Regions from separate parts of the Mus musculus genome. Here regions 1, 2, 3, 5, 6 and 7 are each linked to region 4. The links are chromatin contacts, called in public promoter capture Hi-C maps. All regions are on one chromosome and are shown on one strand. Each heading gives the region's core, a stretch centred on a gene start, on an enhancer-like site or on the middle of the called end of the contact. The rest is flanking DNA. Distances are from core to core; before and after follow the strand shown.

Evidence for each region. Promoter capture Hi-C pulls out the DNA fragments that hold promoters and counts their contacts. Capture Hi-C pulls out chosen DNA fragments and counts their contacts.
Region 1: a promoter capture Hi-C map of liver shows a contact between it and region 4, with 4 times the contacts expected there. The contact joins the promoter of Dll4 here to the promoter of Zscan29 in region 4. A contact is called at or near these places in 3 of 39 promoter capture datasets (the 3T3-L1 cell line and liver).
Region 2: a promoter capture Hi-C map of liver shows a contact between it and region 4, with 4 times the contacts expected there. The contact joins the promoter of Vps18 here to the promoter of Zscan29 in region 4. A contact is called at or near these places in 2 of 39 promoter capture datasets (both in liver).
Region 3: a promoter capture Hi-C map of liver shows a contact between it and region 4, with 5 times the contacts expected there. The contact joins the promoter of Nusap1 here to the promoter of Zscan29 in region 4. A contact is called at or near these places in 4 of 39 promoter capture datasets (the 3T3-L1 cell line, liver and pre-B cells).
Region 5: a promoter capture Hi-C map of liver shows a contact between it and region 4, with 5 times the contacts expected there. The contact joins the promoter of Chac1 here to the promoter of Zscan29 in region 4. A contact is called at or near these places in 3 of 39 promoter capture datasets (the 3T3-L1 cell line and liver) and 1 of 115 datasets of contacts at active chromatin or transcription factors (microglia).
Region 6: a contact with region 4 is called in a promoter capture Hi-C map of liver, with 4 times the contacts expected there. The contact joins the promoter of Zfyve19 here to the promoter of Zscan29 in region 4. A contact is called at or near these places in 1 of 39 promoter capture datasets (liver) and 1 of 9 other capture datasets (liver).
Region 7: a contact with region 4 is called in a promoter capture Hi-C map of liver, with 4 times the contacts expected there. The contact joins the promoter of Exd1 here to the promoter of Zscan29 in region 4. A contact is called at or near these places in 3 of 39 promoter capture datasets (liver and pre-B cells) and 1 of 9 other capture datasets (liver).

The regions. Positions count from the first base shown.
Region 1 is chr2:119,323,891-119,327,784 of GRCm38.p6, forward strand. Dll4 (delta like canonical Notch ligand 4) reads left to right here and starts at 1,894. Exons shown (of 11, transcript NM_019454.3): 1 at 1,894-2,316; 2 at 2,425-2,697; 3 at 3,173-3,230. The coding sequence starts at 2,251. Gm14207 (predicted gene 14207) reads right to left here and starts at 2,307. Exons shown (of 4, transcript NR_030683.1): 1 at 2,091-2,307; 2 at 1,278-1,439; 3 at 955-1,086.
Region 2 is chr2:119,286,076-119,290,031 of GRCm38.p6, forward strand. It overlaps Vps18 (VPS18 CORVET/HOPS core subunit), which reads left to right and starts at 2,667. Exons shown (of 5, transcript NM_172269.3): 1 at 2,667-3,055. The coding sequence starts at 2,965.
Region 3 is chr2:119,616,596-119,620,458 of GRCm38.p6, forward strand. It overlaps Nusap1 (nucleolar and spindle associated protein 1), which reads left to right and starts at 1,703. Exons shown (of 11, transcript NM_133851.3): 1 at 1,703-2,300. The coding sequence starts at 2,208. It overlaps Oip5 (Opa interacting protein 5), which reads right to left and starts at 1,910. Exons shown (of 6, transcript NM_001042653.1): 1 at 1,563-1,910; 2 at 1,259-1,325. The coding sequence starts at 1,866.
Region 4 is chr2:121,169,232-121,173,211 of GRCm38.p6, forward strand. Zscan29 (zinc finger SCAN domains 29) reads right to left here and starts at 1,894. Exons shown (of 5, transcript NM_001290819.1): 1 at 579-1,894; 2 at 1-172. The coding sequence starts at 893. Tubgcp4 (tubulin, gamma complex associated protein 4) reads left to right here and starts at 1,937. Exons shown (of 18, transcript NM_153387.3): 1 at 1,937-2,240. The coding sequence starts at 2,163.
Region 5 is chr2:119,349,562-119,353,659 of GRCm38.p6, forward strand. Chac1 (ChaC, cation transport regulator 1) reads left to right here and starts at 1,681. Exons shown (of 3, transcript NM_026929.4): 1 at 1,681-2,075; 2 at 2,796-2,831; 3 at 3,628-4,098. The coding sequence starts at 1,842. The coding sequence ends at 4,029.
Region 6 is chr2:119,206,567-119,210,459 of GRCm38.p6, forward strand. Zfyve19 (zinc finger, FYVE domain containing 19) reads left to right here and starts at 2,154. Exons shown (of 11, transcript NM_028054.3): 1 at 2,154-2,617. The coding sequence starts at 2,564. Dnajc17 (DnaJ heat shock protein family (Hsp40) member C17) reads right to left here and starts at 2,229. Exons shown (of 11, transcript NM_139139.2): 1 at 2,122-2,229. The coding sequence starts at 2,199.
Region 7 is chr2:119,545,104-119,549,081 of GRCm38.p6, forward strand. Exd1 (exonuclease 3'-5' domain containing 1) reads right to left here and starts at 2,524. Exons shown (of 13, transcript NM_172857.2): 1 at 1,904-2,524; 2 at 1,686-1,779. Chp1 (calcineurin-like EF hand protein 1) reads left to right here and starts at 2,604. Exons shown (of 7, transcript NM_019769.3): 1 at 2,604-2,814. The coding sequence starts at 2,748.

The sequences.
Region 1 (3,894 bases), core at 644-3,143, 1.8 Mb before region 4:
TAGATGAAAACCATTAGAGTCAGGTGGGGTTGCAAGCCCAGCTCCAAGGAGAGAGAGGGAGCACCCTCTGGCACTCCAGGCAGGTCTACGGTGCAAAGAGGATGCAGACAGAGAGGATTTGGAAGTCCACTTGCCAGGACCGCCGGGAGGTACGCCCCGAGCTCCCCGTCCCTCGGGCCTGGGACTCGGCTTGCCCATAACCTACATTAACTCGCTAGTGCAGCCTGGGCCCATCTGCCGGCCCCCGCCTCACCTCGGTTCCCCACGCCAACCCGCTCGCGCCAGATGGTGGCTGGGAGGGGTGGCCGTGCGTGGGGGACCCCGGAGCCTGTCGCCTCACCTCACCCCACCCCCCACCCCACGCTCACAACCTCATGTTTCTTACCCCCCCCCAATTCTCCATCACCACCACCCAAGTCAAAATATCAGACCATGTTCGTCATTGGCAGCTGTTGGGTTCCACTTCCCCCTACCACGGCCTCCCTGGGGCTGGAGCCGCGTCCCTGCTCCCCTCAACCCCCGCCCGCACTGATCTTATCGTCCGACCATAGCCAGCAATCACCACGCGGGAGGGCTGACAGCTGAAGCCACAGGGCCCCCACCGCTCTCACTGTAGGAGAGAGAGAGAGAGAGAGAGAGAGAGAGAGAGAGAGAGAGAGAGAGAGAGAGAGAGAGAGAGAGAGAGAGAGAGAGAGAGAGAGAGAGAGAGAGAGAAATCTAGCACCCCCCAAAACTGGGAGAAGCCAGCCCTCCCCGGTCTGCAGCCTCGGGGGAGCACGACGGGTTCTGGGAAAGCAGCTGCAGGGTTTGCGCTCGGAGGCCACCCGGGAGAGGCGCGCGTGTGACATGGGTGAAACCACCCGAAACTCAAACAACTCTATGCGCCTCCAGTTCCACCCTACATCCTGCCCTATGCAGAGAGATCTAGACCTGATCAGCCTCAAGCTCTCTCACCTTGCCTCTCAAGTGGCCCAAGGAAATTCTGGAATTAAGAAAGTTTCCTCCCTACTCCAGCGGAGCTAGGGGACGCGGGTGGGGGCCAGGATGAGGATATGGAGACCAAGCGCGACCCAGGTGAGATAGGCACTGAGGGAAAAGACTAGAACCTCATTACCATACAGCTGAGGACCCCCCCCCCACTTCGAGAACCACGCCCCCCACCTCTCTTTCGAACCTCTAGTCCTGGCTCTAGCACGAGCCAGGAGGGAGTGGGGGTGGGGGACAAAGAGAGAAGGCACGCGCTGGGCACGCCCTGCTGCTTGAGGTGACACGCCTACCAGGTGCAGAGAAGACCAGAGTCCTAGACGCTTGGCCCTTTGCCTTGCTTGGAATAGCCAGGGAAAGGTTAAGGCGTCGGATGGCTTCCCTGCGGTGCTGGGGACGCGTGGAGGGTGGGCACACATAGGCTGGAGGCCAGCGAGGCAGGAGCTACCTAAAGTCTGGAAAGGAAAGGGAGATCCAAATCCCCTGGTCCTGCTTTTTGCTTTCCTAGTTTAAGCTTTCCCCACCTGCTAGAGGACTGTAGGTATCTAATGCCTGGATCAGGTGCACCGCCTACGGGGACCCCTTAGAGTTTCCACCCCCTGGACCATTCGGGAACCACCTCACCTCCCGCCGCATCACTGGGCTACCCTCCTATCCTCTGGTGGCGAGGGTCTCAGCCTTTAAGCAGACGATCTCTAAGGACTGCTCGCCGGGCACGCGCAGAGCTGGAAGCCCAGAAGTTGGAAGAGGGGCGGGGACCTGCGCCCTACTGGCTGGCTGACAGGGGGAGCGGCGGGGGCGGAGGCCCCCTCCGGTGGGTGCTGGGACTGTAGCCACTAGAGGCCTGGAGGGGAGGGGAGAGTGACCGTGAGTCTGTCTGACTGACAGGCTGCGAAGAGCAGCCAATATATATAAGAAAGGCTCTGGAGCAAGCAGGTTTCAGTAGCGGCGCTGCTCGCAGGCTAGGAACCCGAGGCCAAGAGCTGCAGCCAAAGTCACTTGGGTGCAGTGTACTCCCTCACTAGCCCGCTCGAGACCCTAGGATTTGCTCCAGGACACGTACTTAGAGCAGCCACCGCCCAGTCGCCCTCACCTGGATTACCTACCGAGGCATCGAGCAGCGGAGTTTTTGAGAAGGCGACAAGGGAGCAGCGTCCCGAGGGGAATCAGCTTTTCAGGAACTCGGCTGGCAGACGGGACTTGCGGGAGAGCGACATCCCTAACAAGCAGATTCGGAGTCCCGGAGTGGAGAGGACACCCCAAGGGATGACGCCTGCGTCCCGGAGCGCCTGTCGCTGGGCGCTACTGCTGCTGGCGGTACTGTGGCCGCAGGTAATGTCTCACGTCCTCTCCGCCCCCTCCCGCAGCGCTCCGGGCTTGCGCCCCGGCCCCGGCTGAGCCTGACCGCTCTCCTCCCTCCTTCTCTCGGTCCCTGTGCAGCAGCGCGCTGCGGGCTCCGGCATCTTCCAGCTGCGGCTGCAGGAGTTCGTCAACCAGCGCGGTATGCTGGCCAATGGGCAGTCCTGCGAACCGGGCTGCCGGACTTTCTTCCGCATCTGCCTTAAGCACTTCCAGGCAACCTTCTCCGAGGGACCCTGCACCTTTGGCAATGTCTCCACGCCGGTATTGGGCACCAACTCCTTCGTCGTCAGGGACAAGAATAGCGGCAGTGGTCGCAACCCTCTGCAGTTGCCCTTCAATTTCACCTGGCCGGTAAGCACAACTTAAATGCACCGGGAGATAACCGAAGGGAAAGAAGGGAGCGCCGGGACACCAGAGCTCCTTTCCAAAGCGCTCTCTGGAGAGCCCCAAGGGCTCTTTCTCTTCTGCCCCCGCCCCCCTGTTCTCTCATAGGATCATCCCGGAGAGGCTTTGGTTAGTCTTTCCTCCCAGTTTCTTCCCTTTCCTTCTCCCCAATTCTTGGGATACGAATTTCATTACCAAACCCCCAACGCGGCGCCGCCCGCCCACCCCCCGGCTCTCACTTACACTCCCGCATCCCTCATCCCTCCCCTGCCTTCTCAGCTCGCGCGCAGCGCTGCGCGAACACCAGTTATGTTGAGCCGAGCTCCGTAACTATATCCTGCAATTAGATTAATTAAACAGGCTGCTGCGAGGCACCCCCTCCTTTCCCTCCCTGCTGATATCGCTATCTCTAATGTCCCCCACCCCCCCTTTTGCTTCCCAGGGAACCTTCTCACTCAACATCCAAGCTTGGCACACACCGGGAGACGACCTGCGGCCAGGTGAGTATCTAACTTCTCGGCCACAGGGGGGCGACATCACACAGCGCCGAAAGAGTTAACCAGTTATAGGCGGGGGTGGGGGTTGGGGACGCAGGCTTGGGGGGTGGGGGCCAGGACGCTTAGCTTGGCCGGAGCTGCGCCCCGCGCTGGACGCTCGGATTCCGCTCGCTGCCTGGACTCAGAGCACAATTGCGTTTCCTGCGGGTTATTTTTGGCGTGGGAACGCGGGGAGCACGGCGGTGAGAAAGGCCGAGGCTGCCAGCGCCGCTGACGGGCCTCTTCCTGTATTTTACACCTTTTGCGAATTCCGCTCCTTTGGAAAGGGAATAATGGCTTTGGGATGTTGTTCTGACACAGAGGAAAAGGATATTTCACCAGCACAACAATTCTCACTTTGAAAAGGAAAAAGAAAAACCATTACCTACGTCTAGAACAGAACCCCTTGCTCCCAGTTCTCGAACCAGAAAACTTCCCCCTTTAAATTTTTTCTTTTTTTCCATTTTGACCTCTTTTCCTCTTTCCCCTCCGTATCTGCCTCCACAACCCTAGGATATCTTAACATCCGTCCATTGTACCCTTTTTTGAATGCTATCAAGCCCCCTGCACATGCACACACCCAGGGAGACTAAGTAGCAAGATTCTGGGACCCTCTGGCCTGTGCTTA
Region 2 (3,956 bases), core at 1,417-3,916, 1.9 Mb before region 4:
GATTAAAGGTGTGCCCCACCACTGCCTGGCAACTCTATTTTTAAACAGATTCTTCCCTGGGCCTGGAACTCCCTCATTGTTAGATTGGCTGGTCAGTCGGTGCTGGGAGTCACCTGTCTTGTCTCACAGCAGTGCTGGGGTTTCAGAGGCTTGCTTTGTTGTTTTAATCACTCTGTTGGGGTCAAAGGTGTGTGTCACCTTACCCTGCCAGATACCTGCCTTAATGTGGCTGCTGTGACTCCTTCCTCAGCAAGCACTTTACCCACGGAGCTATCTCCCCAGCCCTCCCTGGTTTTGAAATAAGGCTTCATGCAGCCTAGGCTGGCCTCTACTTTGTTCTTACAGTCAAAGATGAACTTTTTCTTCCTCTTTAAAAATTTTACCTACCTTTCTTTCTTTCTTTCTTTCTTTCTTTCTTTCTTTCTTTCTTTCTTTCTTTCTTTCTTTCTTTCTCTCTCTCTCTCTCTCTCTCTTTCTTTTTCTTTCTTTCTCTCTCTCTTTCTTTCTTTCTTTCTTTCTTTCTTTCTTTCTTTCTTTCTTTCTTTCTTCCTTCCTTCCTTCCTTCCTTTCTTCCTTCCTTCCTTTTTCTTTTTCTTTCTTAAAATTGAATGCTTCAAGAATTTCCAAGCACAGGGGCCTATGCTAACCTTCTCTGTATTGTTTCAATCTTTTAGTATGTATGCTACTATAACATGCCCCCCCCACTGCTCTCTCTTATTCTCTTATAATTTTATTTATTTATTTATTTATTTATTTATTTATTTATTTATTTATTATCTATATTTATTTATTGTTTTTTTTTTTTTCCGAGACAGGGTTTCTCTGTGTAGCCCTGGCTGTCCTGGAACTGACTCTGTAGACCAGGCTGGCCTCGAACTCAGAAATCCACCTGCCTCTGCCTCCTGAGTGCTGGGATTAAAGGCGTGCCCCACCACTGCCCGGCTTCTTTTATAATTTTGACCTTGAGATTCTAACCCTCCTATTCCCACTTCCTGACTGCTGGGACCATAGTCACCATACCTAGTTCTGTGCTGTGCTGAGGGCCTCATCCTATGAAACTAAACAAACCCTCTTGTCTGCCAAGTAAGCTAGATCCATAGTCTCCAATTTCATTAAAATCTAAACCTTTTCAATTCAACAGCAAATCCAAGGCTGAGGATGGAGCCCACGATGTAGCACTCACACAGTATCTGTGAGGCGCTGGGTTTGATTCTTCGGGTCTGGATCTTAATTTAGTCAACAATCCGCTATTAAATACTAGTAATATTTAAACACAAACTCACCACTCAGTGATTTGTATAACATCCGACTGTCCGCACACCGTTAAGAGATTTTTTTTTTCTCATTTTATAAATGTAGAAACTGAGCCATGAGAGAGTTCGTTTATGCAAATGTCTAATAAACATTCACTAGTTAGTTATTGGTGACTGCCCTGGAGCAGGTTACAGGTAAAGCTGGGGTTCCCCAGTAAGTTCCCTAGCAGTGCCCTGAGCTCAGTCATGTGACCTCCACCCCCTCTCATTTGGCTCCTCCTCTGTTCCCACCAGCCAGGTCTCCAGCTGTCCCCACACTCTCCTTCATCTGCCTGCCATACCTAACCTGTCACTAGGTCTCTGGTGCCTTCCTCTGAGATGGTCTCCCACTTCCCAGCTCTCTCTCTCCCGGATGGATACATAAGGCCTGTCTTCTGCCTCAGGTCTCATGTCCTTTTCAAACACCTGCTTCCCAGTACCAACATCAGATCTTATCCCCAGTTATAGCCTCCAGTGGATCACACGATAGCTTCCACAGTCTGCCCAAGGCCAGCCCCGCTTCCTCTCCACCCCATTACACGGCTTATAGGGTTTCGCTCGTGACTTTCCTGAAGACTATATATAACCCCCTTTTCTTTTTCTGATACTAGGGCTTGATCCTAAGGCTTCCCACATGCTAGACAAGGACAGTCAACATCACTCAACGTATAGAGTGCCTGGAAGTAGCCTGCTTCAGTTTTCCCGGTGACCCTTGCCTCTCCCCCTACACTAAGGAGCTACTATGAGGCAGCTTACTTAACCTGGCCATTGCGTTGTCAATTTCTTTCTGTTTTGTTTTCTGGGGGTCTGTAGCCCAGTCCTTAGTAATCCTCCTGCCTCAGCCTTCCCACTGCTGGAGATTAAATTTTGTATGGTTTTCTTTTTGCGGTGTAAGGAAAAAAAAAAAAAATCCAGGTCTTATACCCGCTGGGCAAGGTGCTTATGCACCACTGAGCCACACTTGTGACCCATTCAGCTACTTCCTCTGGAAGCTAGGGGGCCCTGGGGTGAAAGAAGGGACACTCAGACTGTTCTGCCTGTGCCTGTGAAGGTGGACTGAGGCAGCAATTCGATTGAGGAACAGGAGGTAGTGTGACAGATGGAGGAGCACCGCCGGCCTTTCAGTGACAGTCTGAGGGAGTGAAGTCTGAGCTGCGGAAGCCTAGGATCCGCGCAAGCCTGTTACTGGACGCCGCTGGGAAATCCCGGGCTGCCTCCTAGCGCCAACATGAGGAACTGCAGCAGCAGGGTGGCCCGCAAGCGCTCCTCCCCCGCCGCGCCGAGTCTCCGACAACGCCTCCTTGTGGAGGCTCAGGTGCCCAGGACTCCAGTTAACACTCGCGGCTGAAAAACCCGGAAGCACGTCATAAGCACGCGTCACGGGGGCGGGAGTCAGCTGAGCTGCCTGGGCGAGGTTGTGATTACCTGGGATCTGCTAAGGGGAGCCTATAATCTCTTGGGACTGGAGCTGGGGTGCAAAGCTGCGCCATGGACTAGTTGGGGCTCCTCGATCGTCTCGTCCTTCACAGAGAAAGCGAAAAGGGCCCCAGAATTTTTAAAAGGTTCTCAGGATCTGTCAGACGCTGGGGAAGCACAACTTGCAAATCCAGGACGACCGGGGTCCCAGTTGTGACCCCCAGCCCCCAGATCAGAGATCCAGAACTTGATTGCCATGGCGTCCATCCTGGATGAGTACGAGGACTCATTGTCCCGCTCGGCCGTCTTGCAGACTGGTTGCCCTAGCGTGGGCATCCCCCATTCTGGTAAGTTAGAAGAGGCCGCCTCTGCCCCTTTCTGTTATGGTAGCATTTACGGGGGAGAGAAGCTCTAGAGCTTGCAGCGTGTGTTTAGGATCTAAGCCCCAGGCCTTTCTTGTCTTGCCCAGCTTGTCATTGGTCGAAGTTTGAAAGAGCCACAGGAACAGCCTCGTGATCTAGGCCTTAACTCAAAGGTCCTTCAAAAGAGGGAACTTGGGCTCAGATAAGGAAGTACTTGTTACTTTTGTCTATAGGCTGCAGTTGGGAGAACTGAATATAGGTTCCAGGCTTCTGTGTCTTGTTCTATGGATTTTTTTTAAAGCTTTTGGAGTCTGTGTATGTGTTCGTTCCCACCAGACTTCATCTTGAGGTAGCAGAGGAGGCAGAATGAGCACTGAACTTGGTGGAACGTGAATGTTATAAGTGAAGGAGGGTCGATCCAAAAGGGAATTTTGTTACTGAACAGGAACAATGGAGATGATTGTCCCGGGGTAAAGCTGGCTGCAGTTTAGAGTGTAGGAGAGCAGCGCAGGGTTACCCACACTATGATGATATTGCAGCGGACTATCGAGAAAGCAACTGTAGCCTATGAACTGGACTGATAGGACTGGGTTCCCAGAACTCTCTACATACAATGGAGACTCACTGAACCATACTGTGTGGACAGCAAGGAAGGGACTTTAGTTTCTCTTGGCCAAAGACCATAAGGGAGAATGCCAAAACCATCCTCCCTGTACTGTCTCCCCCCACCCCCGTTACCACTGGGAACGTGCATATCATGATACAACCTCATCTCAGGCACAGAGAACCAATCCCTTACTACTGTCACAAGTGTGGGAAGAGCCCAGGACCCTTCCAATAAAGACAACCAGAAAACTATTTCATGTTGAACTCTTTATGAACCAAG
Region 3 (3,863 bases), core at 453-2,952, 1.6 Mb before region 4:
AATTTACAGTAAGTGTTGTGCCACATACAATATAAACTAATAATCAATTACTGAGTTCAAAGACAGTAAAAAAGGTATTTCAAGACCACAAGGTTACTAGTAAACGTGACCATTTACCTCAGTCAGAATGCACACAAGCAGAGGAACACAGTGAGGAAGTCAGGCCTAGATTCATAGCTTAGCAGGGAATGGTGCCTGCAGCCAAGCTTGGCAACCCAAGTGTGATCCTGGGCCTGAACCCCTCAAAGGTATAGTCTCACCTTCATGTGTGCATCTCGGTATGTGACTACACACAATAAATAAATAAACAAACAAATAAATGTGATAAAACTGTTTTTAGATTATAACTTGGAACAGAAATCTAACTCTATTCTTGCATGCATTTTTCTTGATATAGGCAAACATTGTACTTCTGAGCTATAGCACATCTCCAAATCTGTAATTAAATTTTTGTTTGTTTGGTTTTTCAGACAGGATTTCTTTGTGTAGCCTTAGCTGTCCTGGAACTAGCTCTGTAGACCAGGCTGTCCCTGCATTCACAGAGATCCTCCTGCCTCTGCCTCCCTAGTCCTGGGATTAAAAGTATGTGCTACCACCGCCAGGCTTATAATTAAAACTTTTAATCAGGCTTTTTAAAAAAGAGGTTGGCCAGGCGGTGGTGGCGCATGCCTTTAATCCCAGCACTTGGGAGGCAGAGGCAGGCAGATTTCTGAGTTCAAGTCCAGCCTGGTCTACAAAGTGAGTGCCAAGACAGCCAGGACTATACAGAGAAACCCTGTCTCAAAAACAAAAAAAACAAAAAAAAGAGGTTGGGTGCAGGTTCCCATGCTTGTGATCCCAGCACTTGCAGGCAGAGGCAGAATTGTAAATTCAAGGAAAGACCTTTATTACCAATATCAAAAGTAAAATAATTTGTAACTATATCAAAAATGTCACTTCAGGGCCAGTGAAATGACTCGGTGGGTAAAGGTATTTGCTACCAACCCTGAGAAATTATAACTAATAACTAATAACTAATAACTAATAGTCCTAGTTCTCTCACAGACCTTAAAACCTACATCCAACTTTAACTTTCACCAATGCCATGTTTATATGATTCAAACCGGTAAAGAGTTTACAACTCAAACATACTCTATGGAGAGCGTAAACATGTCACAAGACAAAGTTTCTTTCTTGTTTACAACAGTTACATACTCTTCACTGTCATTAAATCGGGAAATATATAGAGAGCGCCACCTCAGGAATTCTCCACACGTACCTGGACTTGAGAAAACCTTCTATGCCAACCAAAAAGGGCTCTAACAAAACGACGTTGTTTGTGACTTCTGGAAGACAAAACGGTTTTGAGAAGAAATACCTGCCAGCAGATTCATCTGCCCATAAAACTTAACAAAATGGGTGGGGCTCAGCCAAGGGCGCTGGGTTAGCTCAGGCGACGGCCTGGGTTTGAAGCCCAACTCGGGAAAACAAAACAAACCCCTCCCTCCCCTGGGCAGTACTGTCCCCCATTCCTCATCTGCCTCTGGTCTATCTTCCTCACAAACTACCCTCGCCTCACTCACTGGAGAAGGCCAGGGCGCCGAGGGACCGCGACAGGTCCCAGGCGAGGTGCAGGGTGTCGCCGAGCACCGCGTAGCACCGCGCGCAATGAAACACGGCACATCTCTCCGGCTCCAACCACGCAGGCAGCCGCAGGTCGACAGGTGACGCCTTCACCTTAGACTCGGAGGACCCGAGAGGGGAGAACCCTTCCACCACCTGAGTGTCCCACTCCATGGAGGAGGTAAGAGAAAAAGGTGTATCACAAGAGTCACGACGTGACTGGGTCTCCAAGAAGCGAAGACTGCGGCGCGAGAGAGTCGCCATATTTCTTTGAAGCGCGCGCCTCTTTCTCGCACGCTCCAAGTCCCGCCCACCTGTCTCCCTGCGTCTTCATTGGACAATGTTCCTGAAAGACACGCTCTCAATACGCTCAGCGCCAGCATATTGGTATAGTTTGCGGAATAGCGGTCTTCAGCCAATCACGCTACTGGCCCGCATCGGAAACCCCACCCTCGAGGCAGTTCAACCAATGAACTTACAGCAGTCTTAATTTAAACTCCATATATAAGTCGGCTTGTCAACGTCTTGGGTGGCGCCAGTTTTGAGCCGCTCTGTTTTGAGTTGTGTGGCTGTTTTTCTGGGAATCACCGAGATTGCAGAACGCGATGACCGTCCCCTCTGCAGAGGAGCTGGACTCCTTTAAGTACAGCGACCTGCAAAATTTAGCCAAAAGGCTGGGCCTCCGGGCTAACATGAAGGTACCGTGCTGGCTGGCGGTGCGGGCAGTTGGGTGGGCGGGGTAGAAGAGACCAGGGATTTGGGGGACAGGGCGCGAAGTGACTGAGAGGAAACCCCCGAGGGACGTTATTTTGGGAGGAGTAGGTAGGTTTTGTTCACAGTGACTGGAATTTGTTAAACGAAAGAAAAGCCGAGGCTGTTACTCTAGTTGGAGGCTTTTTTTATTATATTTGGAGAACTTATAAAGACTTTTTGTTTTTTGGTTTGGTTTGGTTTTGGTTTTTCAAGACAGGGCTTCTCTGTGTAGCCCTGGCTGTCCTGGAACTCACTCTGTAGACCAGGCTGGCCTCAAACTCGGAAATCCACCTGCCTCTGCCTCCCAAGTGCTGGGATTAAAGGCATGCGCCACCACTGCCCAGCTCTTATAAAGACTTCTTAATGGAAATGCTAATACTTCCTGGTACCAAATGGGAAACGAAGGCCCATAGGACGTAATCAGTGTAATTTCCATGCCAGTTATTAGGCAGTTGAAGAAAAACTACTTTAAACGACTTCTTCTGAAAAACTCTACTTACTGTTCAGTAAACTATGACACTACCTTCACTCTCGTGAACCTTTAATGGGATGCCTGTCCACCGTGATCTAGTATGATTGTCCATACATTAATCACTATTGTGATGGTGGTCTTTTTCAAAACCGATAAGGTCTTTGAATTCTGAGTTTGCAAGGTGTTCAGAGAAAATGTGGGGATTCATTGTGAGATTGGACTTGCTATATTGAAGCTTGCCCACATGTATATACCAGAGATTTGTACAGCAAACTGCTATTTGCACTAAATCTCTAATTAGTTGTCATAAATGTTTTTAAATGGTTTAAATAGAATAATGTGGCCATAGGTACACCTTTTATCTGGCTGAACGGCACTGAAGAGTACTTAGAAATGTTTCTGAGTTTAGTGCTTAATGGCTCCCCAACTTATTGTCTAAAGCTTAGTCCTTCAGGTTTTTGCTATCTTCTCCTCTTCCTCCTCCCCCCCCCTTTTTTTTTAATGAAATAAAGTCTCATTATACTGCCTGGGCTATCCTGGAAAACAGTATATAGCTTTGAGTAGCCTGAAACTTATGCTGAGACTATATATGGGCTTGTACCTCCACCGATGGCCTGACTGTAATTGTTTATCAGACTACACCTGTTGCCTCTGCATCTCAGCTGCTCAGATGAGCACCCTGTCCTACCTCAGTTAAGTAGTTTGGGGTTTGCTTCATAGCCCCTGCTGTGTTCTTTATTTCTAGCTCACTTGGTATTTTATAAACTCTTTTCCCATTAGTCCACTGGGAGCTTCCAACAGAAGGCTTGCCTGCTTTGTTCACCAGTCTCTCTAGCTCCTAGCACAGTGCTCTGCACAATGTAAGAACAGTTAGTTCTTCCATCAATGATTAATGCTGATGAATAACACTTGAGCTTTCAGGCAACTTGAGCTTCATCCCATTTTATTTGACCTGCTAAATGTCTTCATTTGTTTCTATCTCAGACACCTCCCTTCTCATTGTTGCATCCTTGGTGAGATAGTATGTTAAGAAACC
Region 4 (3,980 bases), core at 644-3,143:
GGTTCATCTGCTCCTGTAGTCTCAGGGCTGGCCTTCTTGCCCTCTCTTTCTTGGATACACCCTTGGGCTGGGGTTCCACTGACTCCTGCAGAACACTTAATAACTCCTGTGATGATTTCAGGGGTGTCATCTTCTCCGAGTGCATTTCCTGCCCCTTCACAGAGACTGTGACCTAGAAATAACCCCCCGTTAATTGACATGGTCATAACAAGGGGCATTCCCAGGGGGAGACCATCCTCTGAGGCCAGGCCAGAGTGGAGGGTGGGGAGTAGGACAGACAAGTGTTTATTCCGTTATCATCAGCTTAGAGTGGTTGAAACTGCAGAAAGATCAAACAGAAACCCAAATAGCAGCTGGAAAAGAAACTTCCCCCATTTTTTCTCTTAAGAAACTGAAGTGAAAGACTTACTGTAACAGAGTAGGCATCTCCAAGCAAGCCCTACCTGAAAAAGTAACCCTTCCAGATCAGAAGTATCAAAATCACCAAACCTCTTTACATCCGACTGATCTTAAACTGCCCCTCCATCCTTGTCTCTCCCCAGCCACACACTTCTGACTGTATTCCCCCTCCTCCTCACCGAATGTCCAGGTCTTCCAGACTCTCTTTCTAAATCTTCCACCAGTGTCACCGCCTCCTCTCCATTTTCTGGACATTGCTTCTGTACCCAGTTCTGGATCTCCACAGGTAGCACAGTCAGGAATTGCTCTAGCACCAACAATTCTACAATCTGCTCCTTGGTCCGCACCTCCGGCCTTAGCCACCGACAGCAAAGTTCCCATAGTTGGCTGAAAGCCTCCCGGGGCCCAGCCACCTCCTGGTAATGGAATCTTCTGAAGCGCTGTCGTAAGCTTTCAGAGCTTGTGCCATTTCCTCTCCGAGTGGGTTTGGCCATCTTTCACAGCAGAAAGCCGTTTCTCTCCTCACTGTCTGGGTTCTAGGACTTATTACACTATCTTTGCATGCCCTTGGAGAAACACCTGCAGATGAGTCTCTCTGTAAAAAGGAGTTTTATCCTAGAGTAGAGAGAAATGGCGCTATCTGAGGAGAGTATCTTTACATGTTTAAAACCTTGTCAGAGCCGGCCTGACTTTCAATATGCTCGAAGTGGCCTTCTGAGGCAGTACCTTTTCAGGACAGCAAATCAATAGGCAAGGTGAAAATGACCTTTTAAAAACTGCATTTCTAGGTGACGTTTAGAGTATCCCCAGGAAGTTGCAGAGAAAAGAAAAATCTGTCCGCTTCGCTCCCACCTCAGGTAAATCATTAGCGCCCCAGATCAAATCGGTCAAAACGTTTGGCGAACGACAACAAAAAGCCTCTGTCCAGCGAGCGCCGGCTATTCTCCCCTAGAACCACCGCCGTCCTTCCAGAAGCTCCTGGTGTCTGCCCCGCCCCTTGAACACCAAACTACAAATTTCCACCCCGAACCAAAGTCAAGTGCCGAACACTGGGTCTCTTGCTCGCGCCTCCCGAACGAAGTAAGAACTCGGCAAGAGTTCCGGGGCGACAGATGGGGAAGGTCGCGCACCGGGGGAGCCGACTTGGGCTTCTAAATTGAGGTGGACTAGGGGAGAGTTACAGGAGTTGGTGAAGCGAGGAAGCTCGAGGGGCGGCAGTGGTGGGTCTCCTGAGAACGAGGCCGATGCGGGCCGGTGCTGCGAGTCCGTGGGCTTCGAGCACAGCTCCACAGCGGCGGCTGCCAAGTTCCAGCTTTGTTTTCTTCCCTCCGGCCGGGTCACTCTGGGAGACGTCGGCAGTCGGTCAAAATGCCACAGACCCTGCCAAGGCGTCCTGAGGACTCCCGCCGGCCCACCCCAGGCCGCGTCTCTCTCAACCAGCTTCTCAACTCACTCTCATCCCTTCCCCTCCTGGGCTAGCCTCAGTCCCGCTCTCAAGCCGGAAGTCCGAGCGGGCTTCTCCTGGAGCCCAGGACGCATGCGCGACGGCACCGGCGCCTCCTCGCGGCTCCGCGGCGGGAGCGAGGCGGTGGGCGCCTGGGCCGCGCGCACTTCCGGGATGCGGCGCGCGGCTCTGTGGCATCTCCTCTCCCGGTGGACTGCGGGGATTCAGGGCAAGAGATTCCGCTGGGTGTGAGGGGTCGCCCGGAGAGGCGCTGAAAAGAGGAGGTGGTAGATCTAGGGACTCCCGAGCCGCCCTAGAAATGATTCACGAACTGCTCTTGGCCCTGAGTGGGTACCCAGGGTCCATTTTCACCTGGAACAAGCGGAGTGGCCTGCAGGTATGCAGGGGGTCAGAGACGAGTCGCTTGCCGCGCGGCGGGTGCAGCTGAGCCGCAGCGAAGGGGCGGGACCCGGGGAACTCCAACCGACCGGCGCCCGCGAGCGGGGAGAAACCGAGGGCCAACCCTACGGAGCTCCGGCTATGGGGGCCCTGCGGTCCCGCGACTCCTGCTAGAGAACCACTAGGAGTGGATAGAACCACACTTCTTTTCACTGCATATGAATTTGTTGTTAAACTGAATCCCTAAATGTGTAGCTGGAATTAGATGATAGTTATTTGAGGGAAAAGGGGGAGGGATAGGGAACTCTTGCATTGATTCAAATTGAATTTTGAAAGTAGTGGAAATGTATACAAAGCGCTCAAGACACAATACTCAGTAAATTGTGTTGGATGAAAAAAATGAATTTGTAAACATATGGTGTTTCCCTCCTTTCTTCGAAAATTTCTGTACCAGGTGAAGAACTTGAGAGGGGGTTTTTCCTGTAATTAGAAGAGTATAACAGGAATGTACCCGTTAGTTGTTTTCTCTTCCTCTCCCCCTCTGTTCCTTTATCTCCCCCAACCCCCGTGAGAAGCCCAGATATAGCGTGATACTCAATATTTTGCCGAAACTAAATTGGCAACACTGAGTTTAATAGCCAGGCGTAGTGTTTGTGCCTGTAATCCCAGCCTTTGGGAAGTTGAAGCAGGATTATTGGTGTGATTCAAGTCCAGCCTGGGCTTCACTGTGGAACCTTCTCTCAAAAAAGAAAGCAAGAAAAGAAGGGAACAGAGGGCAGAGAAAGGCAAAGAAAAGAATGACAACTACAAATGTGTCTAAGTGTGTTGTGTAAAATGGTATCAGTGACTTCAAGGTGGAGTTGACTTTTTCACAGTAATTAAGCCTAAACTAGAATTTTTTTTTTTAAAACTAGAGTATGTGTCTATGTTGTATGAGTGTGGGCATATATGTCACAGAGTGTATGAAGAGGTCAACTTTATGGAGTCACTTCTCTCTTCCCACATTTGTGTAGGTTTCAGGGATTTAACTCAGGTCTTCAGGTTTGTGTAGCAAATGCCTGACTCTCTGAGCCATTTCACTGATCTTAAACCTAGAACTTTTCTAAAACTCTGTCAACAAGAAGTGTTCAAATTTGATAACTGTACCCAAGGAGCTAAAGGGATCTGCAACCCTATAGGTAGAACAACATTATGAACTAACCAGTACCCCGGAGCTCTTGACTCTTAGCTTCATATGTATCAAAAGATGGCCTAATCGGCCATCACTGGAAAGAGAGGCCCATTGGACTTGCAAATTTTATATGCCCCAGTACAGGGGAATGCCAGGGCCAAAAAGTGGGAGTGGGGGGGTAGGGGGGTTGGGGGGGTATGGGGGGCTTTTGGGATAGCATTGGAAATGTAAATGAGGAAAATACCTAATAAAAATATTTTTAAAAAGTCACAAAAAAATTGATAACTGTAGAAGTGTCATCAGTAATAAAAGACACACATACATATATATTGAATCTGTAACTGTGATTAACACCTGTCATTCATATTATCTGTTATCACAGTTATCTCCACTTTTTACTTCTGAAAACTAAGACATTGAGAGGTGCCATGATGTAACTTGCCTAAGCTTTCAAGCAAAACATAATTTGAAGATATAAGCCAAGGGAGTCTCTGTCCCTGTCTGTTTCTGTCTGTCCTCTCTCCTCTCCTCTCCCCTGATCCCCTCTGTGTAGGTCAGAGGACAACT
Region 5 (4,098 bases), core at 431-2,930, 1.8 Mb before region 4:
TGGCCCGATTCTCTAGGTCTCTATCCTCGGCCTCCTGAATGCTAGGCTTGAGAGTTTCTCTGTGAATCTCAGGCATGTATGTATAGTAATTCCAGGTCAGTCCAGCTAGAGGATAGTGGAAGAGAGAGAGAGAGAGAGAGAGAGAGAGAGAGAGAGAGAGAGAGGCAATTGTGTAGACACTTTTGGGATGGATCTCTTTTGGGATGGATCTACCCTGTGCATACAATTTTGAGTTAAATAAGGAGACTCACTGAGTTTCCACTTCCAGGGAGCTCACTCTTGTTTGTTCACCCTAGTGAAAGGCCTTCTGCTCTTTGTTTCCCTTTCCCAATGAGAGATGCCCAGAGAGGCTGCCTCTTGCTGCTGCCTAGGAAGCAAAACTCGACCTCTCCTCCATCCTGCAGTTTGGGGTGGCACTGGCTCCACCAGAGAGGGTGAGCTCTTGGGGAGACAGATCCTGAGACCTGCCAATGGTGACTGTTTTTTTTTTTTTTTCCCCTCTATTTTTTGAGACAGGGTTTCTCTGTGCAGCCCTGGCTGTCCTGGAACTCACTCTATAGACCAGGCTGGCCTGGAATTCAGAAATCCACCTACCTGCCTCTGCCTCCCAAGTGCTGGGATTAAAGGAGTGTGACACCACTACCTAGCCCAATGGTGACTCTTGCAGGGTTCAGGCAGAGAGGAACTTCCAAGGAGATGGCTGGTGCCTGGTTGCCCACGTCAGTGCCAGGGCCCATACCCACTGCCTGGCAAGAAGCTATGGGAAAAGGCTGCAGGTGCCCTTAGTCCTCTGTGCTGTCCTTAACCAACGTTTCTCCAAACTTTGGTACCTATGTAAATTGCCCACTGCTGCAAGATCTCAAGCTAGAGAGAATGAAACCCGTACCCATGGGGTGAAAGTGGCCTGGCATTCTTCTCTTTGTAGCTTTGTACCACAGGTACTAACAGTCATCCTCAATGTGACTACTCTGCCCAAGGCTGTCTAGTTTTGACTTTTCTTCTAACCCGCCTGAACTCAGGGGTCTCACATTTGGCCCGGGTGTAGCCGTCACGTGAGGCCTGCATGCTTGTGCCAACCAGTCTGACTCAACTACAGCCTTTGCAAAACCCCTTACCACCCCGTGACTCAGTTTCTCCAGCTGTTCACGTGGGCAACAGTATGAGGCACCAGAGTGGAATGCGGAGGGTGTCCAAAACAGCTTCTCTGCAGTGCGTGCTTTTAGGCGGGGCCCCAAAGGCAAGAATTCGTGCCGCCCAAAGTATTCCTACTGGTCGTGCCCTGCACTGGCCACTGCTTTGGGCGGCAATGATTCTGCCAGGTGCACCGGCTGGACTGCAGGGATGACACCGTTTAGACCACTGAGAGGGCCTTCCCGGGAGACGGCGGGTGCCCGCGCCCATTCTAAGGCCCGTTCCCGGTGCCAGCAGCCTGACGCAATCTGACTCGCCCTTGCTGCATGCCAGTTCTGGGGAAACCTTCCCTGCCGTTGCATCACTCCTGCCAGGTCTGCCACGGGAGGAGGAGCCGAACCAATCAGCACGCGCGTTGGCCCTGGGGCGGGCTGCTCTGGTACCCACTCGGAGGGCGGCGCGGTTAACCGAGAAGCAAAATCTAAAGGTGATTGGCCAGAAAGAGATTTGCCCCGCCCCAATCATAGGGACAGCTGGAGGCAGTCTGAGGGCCTTCCTGGCCGGAGGGTTTAAAGAGCGCCTCTGGAGGGACCACTCAGCTGGAACGACCGATCGGTGCCAGGCCAGGTGTACGCGTCCGTCGGTCCTTCCGTGCCCGTGCCGGAGACCAGTCTCGGAGGCCACCCGGGTCCGTCCCTGCGCCCGGCACCATGAAGCAGGAGTCCGCATCCCAGAGCACTCCGCCTCCTTCACTGTCCCCTGCACCATCATCCGCGCAGCCTTCCTGGGGGGATGGCGACCCCCAAGCCCTGTGGATTTTCGGGTACGGCTCCCTAGTGTGGAAGCCGGACTTTGCCTATAGTGACAGCCGTGTGGGCTTCGTTCGTGGCTATAGCCGACGGTTCTGGCAGGGAGACACCTTCCATAGGGGCAGCGACAAGATGGTGAGCATCCTTCTGTGCCCAGAGGAGTGGAGTGGGGTTGGCAGGAGAGTGGGCACTCGTATCCTGGAGTGGCAGGGACCCTGGGCTAACTAAGAGAAAATTGTAAACCTGGTTTGTGGTTTAAATTTGTGTGCCTGGAAATCAGGTTGGTGATTGCACCTGTGGATTCTTGTGCTGGTTACTAATCTGGGCCGCTCGTTGTTTGTCTCTTCCACATCTGCCCATCACTCCATGTCACTCGATGAAAGGTCCTCTCCCAGGCTTGGGGCTTAGGCTGGCACTCTTTCCTCCTCTTCCTTCTCTTCCTCTTCTTCCTTTCCCTCTTCCTCCTCTTCCTCTTCTCTTCCTCTCCCTCTTCCTCCTTGTTCTTCTCTTCCTCTTCCTCCTCCTCCTCCTTTTCCTCCTCCTCTTCTCCCCCCTCTTTTTCCCCCTCCTCCATCTTACCTATTTCTTGCTATGTGGCCTCAAACTTGTGACAAATCTCTCTCTCTGGTGCTGAAGTGCTGGAACTACAGGTTCAAGTCACAACAGGACTAAAGGTGTGTGTGTGTGTGTGTGTGTGTGTGTGTGTGTGTGTGTGTGTGTGTGTGTTGCTGGAGATTGAATCTAAGGTCTTGTGCATGACAGGCAAGCCCCCCATGTCAATAAGGTTCATTCATAGTCCTTTCGGAAGTGCTAATATCTAATTTGTCTTTTTCAAAACCTTTCTTCCCTGTCTAGCCTGGCCGAGTGGTGACCCTCCTTGAAGACCGTGAGGTAAGTGTGCAGTCAAGAAGAGAATCCTGGGGTCTGATGTATCAGGGTGCAGAGGGTCAGAGCTCTTGTGTGGGGAGAGTGGAAGTGTAGCTAGCTTACTCCATGCTTCTTGGAGAATCACTTGAGGGAGGGTCTTATTAAGATGGATTTCTGTGAGTTCAGAGTTATTCTTGGTTACATAATGAATCCTGGGTCAGACACCCTGTACTATATGAGACGTCTCAAAATAAACAAAACTCAAGGGAAATAGGGTGAAGGGTATTGCTTCTGGGTGGCTCAGCAGCCAGTCAAACACGTTAGTTTTTTTTTAAAGCTTCATGGAGAAATGGCTCAGGAGTCAGAAGCACCTTCTGCTTCTCCAAAGGGCCTGGATTTGATACCCAGCACCCACACAGTAACTCACAATCTGTAGCTCCAGTTCCAGGGAATCAGACTCTTCTGACTGACCACCAAGATCACAGGTCGCCAGGCACACACGTCCATACACATAAAACTTCAAAATTACATCTATTTGTACATGCACGCATGTGCACACGCTGTAGGTCAGATGTGGAAGCAAGACGACAAGATGGAAGTCGATTCTTTCCTCCGACCATTCATGTCCCAGGGATTGGACTTAGGTTATCTGATCATCAGGCATGGTAGCAACTACCTCTATCCCTTGAGACGTCTCCCCACCCCCTCCACCTCTTTTATAGAACATAGGTGTGGAATGTGTCTAGGGGAACATTCTAGAATGAACACAGGACCAGCATCAAGCTCTGTGACTGACTGGAGTGTCTCTGTTTTTCCCTAGGGCTGCACTTGGGGTGTGGCATACCAAGTTCGAGGGGAGCAGGTGAACGAGGCCCTGAAGTACCTGAATGTGAGGGAAGCCGTGCTTGGTGGCTATGACACTAAGGAAGTCACCTTTTATCCTCAAGACACCCCTGACCAACCCCTCACAGCACTGGCCTATGTGGCCACCCCACAGAACCCTGGCTACCTGGGCCCTGCTCCTGAAGAGGTCATTGCCACACAGATCCTTGCTTGCCGAGGCTTCTCTGGTCACAACCTTGAGTACTTATTGCGTTTGGCAGACTTCATGCAGCTCTGTGGGCCTCAGGCACAAGATGAGCACCTGGAAGCCATTGTGGACGCCGTAGGAACCCTGCTACCCTGCTCTTACCTACCTGAGCAGCCTCTGGCACTGACCTGAGGAGCCAAGCTCCTGCAAGAAGTGTCTGAGTGGTACTGGTGGACATCAGTATGCAGTACTTGAGATAGA
Region 6 (3,893 bases), core at 904-3,403, 2.0 Mb before region 4:
GAGATCTGACTCCCTCTTCTGGAGTGTCTGAAGACAGCTACAGTGTACTTACATATAATCAATAAATAAATCTTAAAAAAAAAAAAATAAAATAAAATAAAATAAAATATATGTCTAAGTGTATGTGGGAGTATGTATGCACATGAGTGCAGATGTCTGCAGAGGCTATTGACTACAGATGCCCCAAACTCATATCCTCTGGAAGAGTATGCTAAGTATTGTGAGCCTTTTTAACTGCAAAGACATCTCTCCAACCACCCCATCCCCCTCGTTGTTTATATATATATATATATATATATTTTTTTTTTTTTCCCGGAGCTGAGGACCGAACCCAGGGCCTTGGGCTTGCTAGGCAAGCGCTCTACCACTGAACTAAATCCCCAACCCCGTTTATATTTTTTAAGTAGGGTCTCTGTGCTGTTTTTTTGTCTGAGACACACACACACACAATAATAGAAAGAGGAGGAGGTGGTGGAGGAAGAAGAGGAGGAGAAGGAGGAAGAAGCAGCAGGTGGTGGTGGTGAGGATTATGATTTGGGGTTGGAGAGCTGGCCCAGTCTGTAATGTGCCTGTTCTGTAAGCAGAGGATTTGAATTTGGATCCTAAGCATTCAGGTAAAAAGCCTGGATCCCAAAAGCAGGGCACGGGGCATCCTAACATTTGGGAGGCAGATTTATCGCTGTGAGTTCGGAAAAACTAGCCTGATCTACATAGAAAGTTCCAAGACAGCCAGGGCTACATCAACTTTTCTTCGAGAGAGAGAGAGAGAGAGAGAGAGAGAGAGAGAGAGAGAGAGAGAGAGAGAGAGAGAGAGAGAGAGAGAGAGCGAGAGAGAGAGCCGGGCATTGGTGGCGCACACCTTTAATCCCAGCACTTGGGAGGCAGAGGCAGGTGGATTTCTGAGTTCCAGGTCAGCCTGGTCTACAGAGTGAGTTCCAGGACAGCCAGGGCTGCAAAGAGAAAGCCTGTGCTTTACGAGTATTTATTTCTACATCCATTTTTGACTTCAGCCAAATCTTCAGGAAGCTTTCTGAGCAGGATGACCACAACTTTACTGAAGAATCCAATCACCCTGATTTTCTGCCCCAGAGCACTCTTTCTGACACTCAAGCATTGGACAAGCAGTCCAGAAGTATAAGAGCATTGATAAGATCTCTTGCTGGGCGGTGGTGGTGCATGCCTTTAATCCCAGTACTGGGGAGGCAGAGGCAGGCGGATTTCTGAGTTCGAGGCCAGCCTGGTCTATAAAGTGAGTTCCAGGACTGCCAGGGCTATACAGAGAAACCCTGTCTCGAAAAAATAAATAAATAAAAAGGATCTCTTCCCCCCCCCCACCTTAAACACGTTAAGACAGCTGACCTTAAACTCCACAAGAAACTGAAGTTGACCTTAAATTCCTGATTCTCCTCCCTCCAGCGCCCAAGTGCATTACAGGCTTGGATCACTATGCCCAGCCCGGTGGGCATTACTTTTTATCCAATGAACTCCCCTGCGTGTACTGTCACTATTGCCACCACAATCTAAGAGTAAATAACAGAAACCTTAAGTACAGCACTTGAGATAAGTGGACCCCCACACCACCTGCTTTAACCTTCTGATCCTCTTGTTTAACCCGCTAAGCAGCACGCACTGACAACATTGGAACATCTGATACTTAAAAAGAGGAAAAGAAAACTGAGGCCTCTAGGTTCTAGGCCTCAACGTCAAATCCAGAAAAAGAAGAGGGGCTGAGGGGAGGAGTTAGAGCCTAGAGACTTTTCTTCCTAGGATCCCCCTGAAGTTAAAACAGACTAAAACCAAACACCTCCAGACAGACAGGTAAAACGTTCAGCGTACAAACTGATGCTGCGCAGGCGCAAAAAAGCAGGCCTGGGCTCTCAGGTTCAACCGGCCTCCAAACAGTGTGGCAGAAGGGACAGCACGGTCACACAGTTCAGAGTTCTCAATGCCTCCCTCCCTAACCCAGTCCTCAAGCCTTTCAGGAAGTGCCCGGAGGCCCCCTTTTTAGTCATTGGCCGTCCCTCGCTCCGGGTCCAGGATAGGGCGGAGCATAGAAAGCCGGAGCCAGGCGCGCGCCCTGACGCGAGGACCGAAGAACTGCTTTGCCTATCAAGTTCTCACCTCTTTGTCTGCCGCCTTCTCCTCAATGCCGAGCAGCGCGTACAGATCCATTTGTAAGAGCTCTTTGGTCACCGCCATGGTTCTAGTCCAAACTTGAATTGATACTACAACTCCCAGGAGTCTGAGCGTGTGCGTGGGCGCGGGGCTTACTCGCTCCGAGCCGGCCCAAAAGCGCGCTAAGCCTCCTGGGATGATGCCTTCCGATTCTCGTCTGACTGGCTGTGGAGGAGCGCGCTGCGGAGAATGAACTACGACTCCCAGCATGCCCCACTCCGCTGCCGCCCCGCCTTGGTGAGTGCAAAGTCAGAATTCTCCGCGCTGGGCCGCCCCTGGACAGCGCCGATGGGCGTGTGGGACTGGGCTGCACAACCTGAGGGTCTGAGAGGCCTACCCTGCGCTGGTGAGAGGCTAACCTACCAATTCTGCAGCGCCGAGAACTGCTATGGAGAGCAGGTGCTACGGCTGTGCTGTCAAGTTCACCCTCTTCAAGAAGGAGGCGAGTGTACTCCCAGAAAGCCGAAGGGCCAAGGGAGGACGCGGGGCGAAGGGAAGGGAGTTGCAGGCTAAAGACCGTTTGACGGCTTCTTTTCAGTTGTGTGGTTTTGATGAAGTAACCCGGTTAACCTCTCTGTAAAGTGGGTCGGATGCCCACCCGTTTCCGGGTTAAGATGATGGTCTGATGAGGTTCAGTGAGGTAAAAGCACTTCCTGCAAATCCCGATGACCTTAGTTCGAACCCCAGGACCCACATGGTGGAAGGAGAGAACTCCTGAAAGTTATTCTCTGATCTCCACACACATGCCATGATATGCATATGTCTGCACGCATACACTCACAAAGAAATAATGTAAATTAAGAAAATGTAAAGTAGCTTCGGTGAGGTGCTGTAGCTGAAAAGACCCTAGAAATTGTAAAGTTTCCAAAAGCTACACTTTTTTTTTAAATCTCCACCTACATTCTATCCACTCCCCTTCTCTCCATCTCTGTCTTTAAAGTCATCCCATGCATGCCGGTTGCTCTCTGTTCTGAAACCTGCCCCGTCCACAGCTTGCCCTTTTCTCCCCAGGGCACAATGAAAAAGCCTTCTTCTCAACCACATTCCCCTTGTGAGCTGCAAGGGAAGTAAATGGGACGAATTCATGGTGTATAGGATTGGAGCACTTACATATCAATTTTGGTGTCAGAGTTCAAATTTCAGCTGCCCTGTCTTATTCAAAGAATGATCTAATTGAACGGTCATGTAATTTCACTGGCCCCTGTTAAAATAGAGATAATACTGGTGGGCATCAGGATCAAATATGATGACGTATGTAAGTGATGATGGTTATAACAAATGATGAATTTTAAGGTGCAGGCTTAGTGCCTGGCACACACTAAGTACTTAATAATTGAAGCTATTGTTACAACCCTATCCTGAGGCGAACCTCCCACCATCTCTACCAGAACAGAGAAAGCACGGGATCTGCACCCAACTCTGATTCTTTTTGTTGACAAGCCAGGGACCTGACACACTGGGCCTTGTTTGTCTTTGCACTACACCCCCATGGTAAGAAATTGAAAATGGTAGAAAGCATGTGAATTTTGCCTGAAGTTTTATCTAATTTGAATAAGACTCCGGAAACAAGGAATTGCTGAACCCATCTCGGCCAGAACCCTAGGGATACCACTCTTCCTCCTTCCTTCAAAATCTGGTCACAACTTCACTTCCTTCTTTCTGTGAGTGCTTAGAGGGTCTCAGAGAAGAGCCATCGGGGCTGGGTGAGACATGCTTCC
Region 7 (3,978 bases), core at 1,274-3,773, 1.6 Mb before region 4:
CAGCCATGCCCAGCTTTCTAAGTGGGTGCTGGGATCTGACTTCAGGTTTCATGCTTGAGCAGCAAATCCCTCTTACACGGAGCCATTTCGACAGTTCTGTGACTTAGGTAGACTCACATCTGTCAGGCTAGAATTTCCAAAATTGAAAATGAATTCAAAGTGAAATGCTTGGGAAGTAAGTTAAAGATAGGCTAAATGGTTAACCCAGCAGTTAGGGTTGCTTTCTGCTCTTCCAGGGGACCTAAGTTTGGTATTTTCTAGCACCCACACTTGGTGGCTCAAGCCCTCTAACTCCAGCTGCAGGGGATCGGATGCCCTCTTCTAACCTCCACTGGTGAGAATATCTCACACACACACACACACCCCTACCTCTCACTTGAACACACAAATACTATTCTTAAAGGTTACAACAAATCAGGAAAAAAGAACATGCATAGCAAAGAATTTTTTGCTACTGTTTATATTTAGACAGGGTTTCCGCAAGTAGCCCTGGCTGGTCTGGAATGCCCTATCTAGATCATGTTGGCCTTGAAATTCAAAAGGTAACTTCTGCCTTTGCGTCCTCAGTGCTGCAATTATAGATTATCAGGTACCAGGTCTAACAGAGGGTTTAATTGAATATAGCCCTAAAGACAGATTAAAAATTAGGAAGGGGGTACTGGAGAGATGGCTCAGCGGTTAAGAGCACTGACTGTTCTTCCGAAGGCCCTGTGTTCAAATTCCAGCAACTACATGGTGGTTCACAACCATCTAGAATGAGATTTGACGCCCTCTTCTGAGTGTCTGAAGACAGCTGCAGTGTACTTACATATAATAAATAAATAAATCTTTAAAATAAATAAATAAAAATTAGGAAGGAAAAAAAGGTCAGGATGAAGAGATGAGCTTCCAGGCCAACTGAGAATGGGATTATGTATACATCTGACCTCAAGATTTCCATACCACAGTTATGATCTCAATGGGTAAGTTAACCAGGGATAATTAGGAAAACAACTGAGTCAGACTAGAAATTTAGTGGGCAGGGAGGCCTTGCAGGACTCAGCCCGAGTAACTTTGAAGCTAGTAGTCTAAGGTGAGTTGAGAAAGGTGCTACGATATCTAGGTAGTAAGCTGGTTCTAAACCAAGGAGTGAAGGGATCAGACTCGTGAAGCTACAGGAAAACTAAGGCTTCACTTGAGAGGGTGTACACTAACATGCAGCTTTCAGCTTTTTCATCAGCACAAACAAAATACCAGAAGAATAAAATGCACCTGGCTTTGATCCCAGCTCTTGGAAGGCAGAGGCAGGTGGATCTCTGTTAACTTAAAGACCAGCCTGATGTACATACTGAGTTCCAGATCAGCCAGGGCTACACAGAGAAACCCTGTCTCGAAAAACCAAAAAGAAAAAAAATTCGGATTTTTAAACCGTAAGCCAGCAGTTGTTAGGTGAAAGCAGGAAAGATGCAAGTTGAGCCCAGCCTAGGCAATATTGGGAAATCCTGTTTAAAGATTTGCCACTCATGGGAGAATTAGGAGTTTATGCTCAGGACAGCCTGAGCCTGTAAAACCCTTTCTAGAAGTGGAGAAATGATTCTCTTTTCCAGAAAAGCCCTGACTAGTCTTGGCCAGGCTTAAAAATCCTAATTTTTAAGACAAGAAAAAATCCAAATAAATAAACCGTGCTCGGTCACAATCTTTCTCACCTTCAGGGTCCTCTGTCCCCACAGCAAAGGAGTTTGAGAAATTCCGACCTTAATTCTAGTCAAATGGTGAGTTCCTTAAACTAACGAGGGACTACTGTTAAAAAAAAAAAAAATTCTGGGAGTTATCCCGGCACAGCTTTGACGCAAAAAAGTTCTCAACGCCAGCCACTGAAGCCGCAGAGCCGACCACGCCCTCGCCCTCCGGGTGAATTACTTGCCTCTTTCCGGAGGAGCCAATCAGCGCGCAGCCTCGAGCCCATTCCCAGCGCCCCCTGCGGCCGGGGTAGAGAGAGCAGAAAAGATGCTGCCAGGAGCCATGCAAACCCCAGGCGGCTCTCAGCGCCCCCTGCGGCCGGGGGGAGGAGCGCAGGAAAGATGCAGTCTCTAGGCGTGCTGGGCCACAGTGGCTGTGGACTCCCTATTCTTAGGACCAGGGGAGTGAGAGTGAGAGGAGAGGAGAGGAGAAAGGAGGGAGAAAAAGAGATAGAGAGATACAGAGAGATGGAGAGCGAGCAAGAAAGAGTGCACTGCACTACTCTGGGGATCCACCTTAGGGTTTTGTCCCTCGTTTCGTGGGTTTGGTTTCTCTCCTGAGTCTCCGTCACCTGTAGGGTGGGACTCCTGGTACCTGAGTCCTGTGAAAAACCTGCTGGCTACCCTAGTGAGTTTGCCTCTGGTTTGTTCGAACACAGTGGCGAGACCGCACTGCCCTTTTAAGTGCAGTCCCTAGCGCCACAGCGGTATCGCCGCTTTAAGTCCGGCGGCTGCCCTGGTTCCGCGGGGCGGGGCCTGCTTCCCTTCGGACTCCCGCAGCCTCCGGGCTGATTCATTCCGGGCTCGAGAGCCAAGCTTTGACGTTAGCGCCTGCGCAGGGCGCGGCCTCGCTCCCGATTGGCTGGTGTCGGGCCGCCCTCCCCCGCGCTCCACCCCTTGTTTCTCTCCCCGGGCCGCAAGAGAAACAGTGCCCTCTCCCTTCTTGACCCCTGGCCCTTCCCTCCCTCCTTCCCTTCTGCCGCTGCTGCTTCTGGCGCTGCCGCTCCCGGAGGAGCTCCCGTCACGGTGATGGGGTCTCGGGCCTCCACGTTATTGCGGGACGAAGAGCTCGAGGAGATCAAGAAGGAGACTGGCTGTGAGTTCGGGTTGGGGGTGGGAAGGCGGCCCGGCGCCTTCGGCTGGCCTCAGTACTGACAGCGGTCGTCGCTGAGGGCTTGATCTGGGGTGCGGTGACTTTGTTGGGATGGTCCCATGCAGCCTCCGGTGCTTTGGGTAACCGAAGGCTAGAATACCTGTACGTTCATCTGTAGCTTCTTGGAGCCGGGATGTGGTTCCTCCGGTGCTGTCTTGCTCAAAAGCCCGGAATCTCGAGCACAGACACCACCACTCCACTCTTGCCCGTGAAGGTCCGCGAATTTTCTTCCTTATGGTTCCTCCTACAGAAGCATCCTGAACAGTAGATAAAGTAGAAGCAAATCCAGGAAATGTGAATGGTTCCTGGAGAAAACGTTATACATCCTAATGAGGTTTCTGAGCAAGAGCTAAAACTACTAAAATCACACACAGGGAAAAACTCAACAAAGAAGATCATAGAGAAAGGCTTGTGACCAGGAACTGAAGACCTCTAAGCAATCAAGAGTCCAAAAACCCGAGTGAGGCTTTTAAATCTGAATCGTTGGAGAAAAGCCACGGGTATAGTGGTCAAGGTTTAAAGACACAGTGAAGACATTTGTCCTATTTTTATATATATTGATATCTGCTGTGTTGCTGTACTTTATGCAATTGATATTGAAATTGGATGTACTCCAAAATCTGTGAATTTGTACCAGAAACATACATACTCTAGTTTCTTCCTTGTTAACCTGAACAAAGGAGCAACAGGGCTTTGGGAATTGAGAAGCACAGAAAACACCTCCATACCTTTGAAAGGCCCTTGGTAGTGTATGATACAATTGTATGGCTACAATGCTTTCTCAGTGATCCTTTGCGGCTCTCTTTGATTTTCGTAAGCCATGTCTTCATGGTACCTGTCTTTGATGATAATGTGAGCAAATAACCCAGTGGCAGATCGTGCCAAGGAGTACAGGGAACTACGGAATTCTCCAGGAATGAGTCCTTGGGTAAATGACAAGTTGTTCTGGCTGTCTGACAAGTTAAACTTTCTAGAGTATTCAGGTTGAAAGAGATGTGGTCTAGCCCCACCCCCTGTCAGGTTGCTTTGCTTTTAATCCCTTACTAATATGTGGCCAATTTTGAGTGAATGACAGAGAATACTTAGCTTTTTATAGAGTTTGGCCAG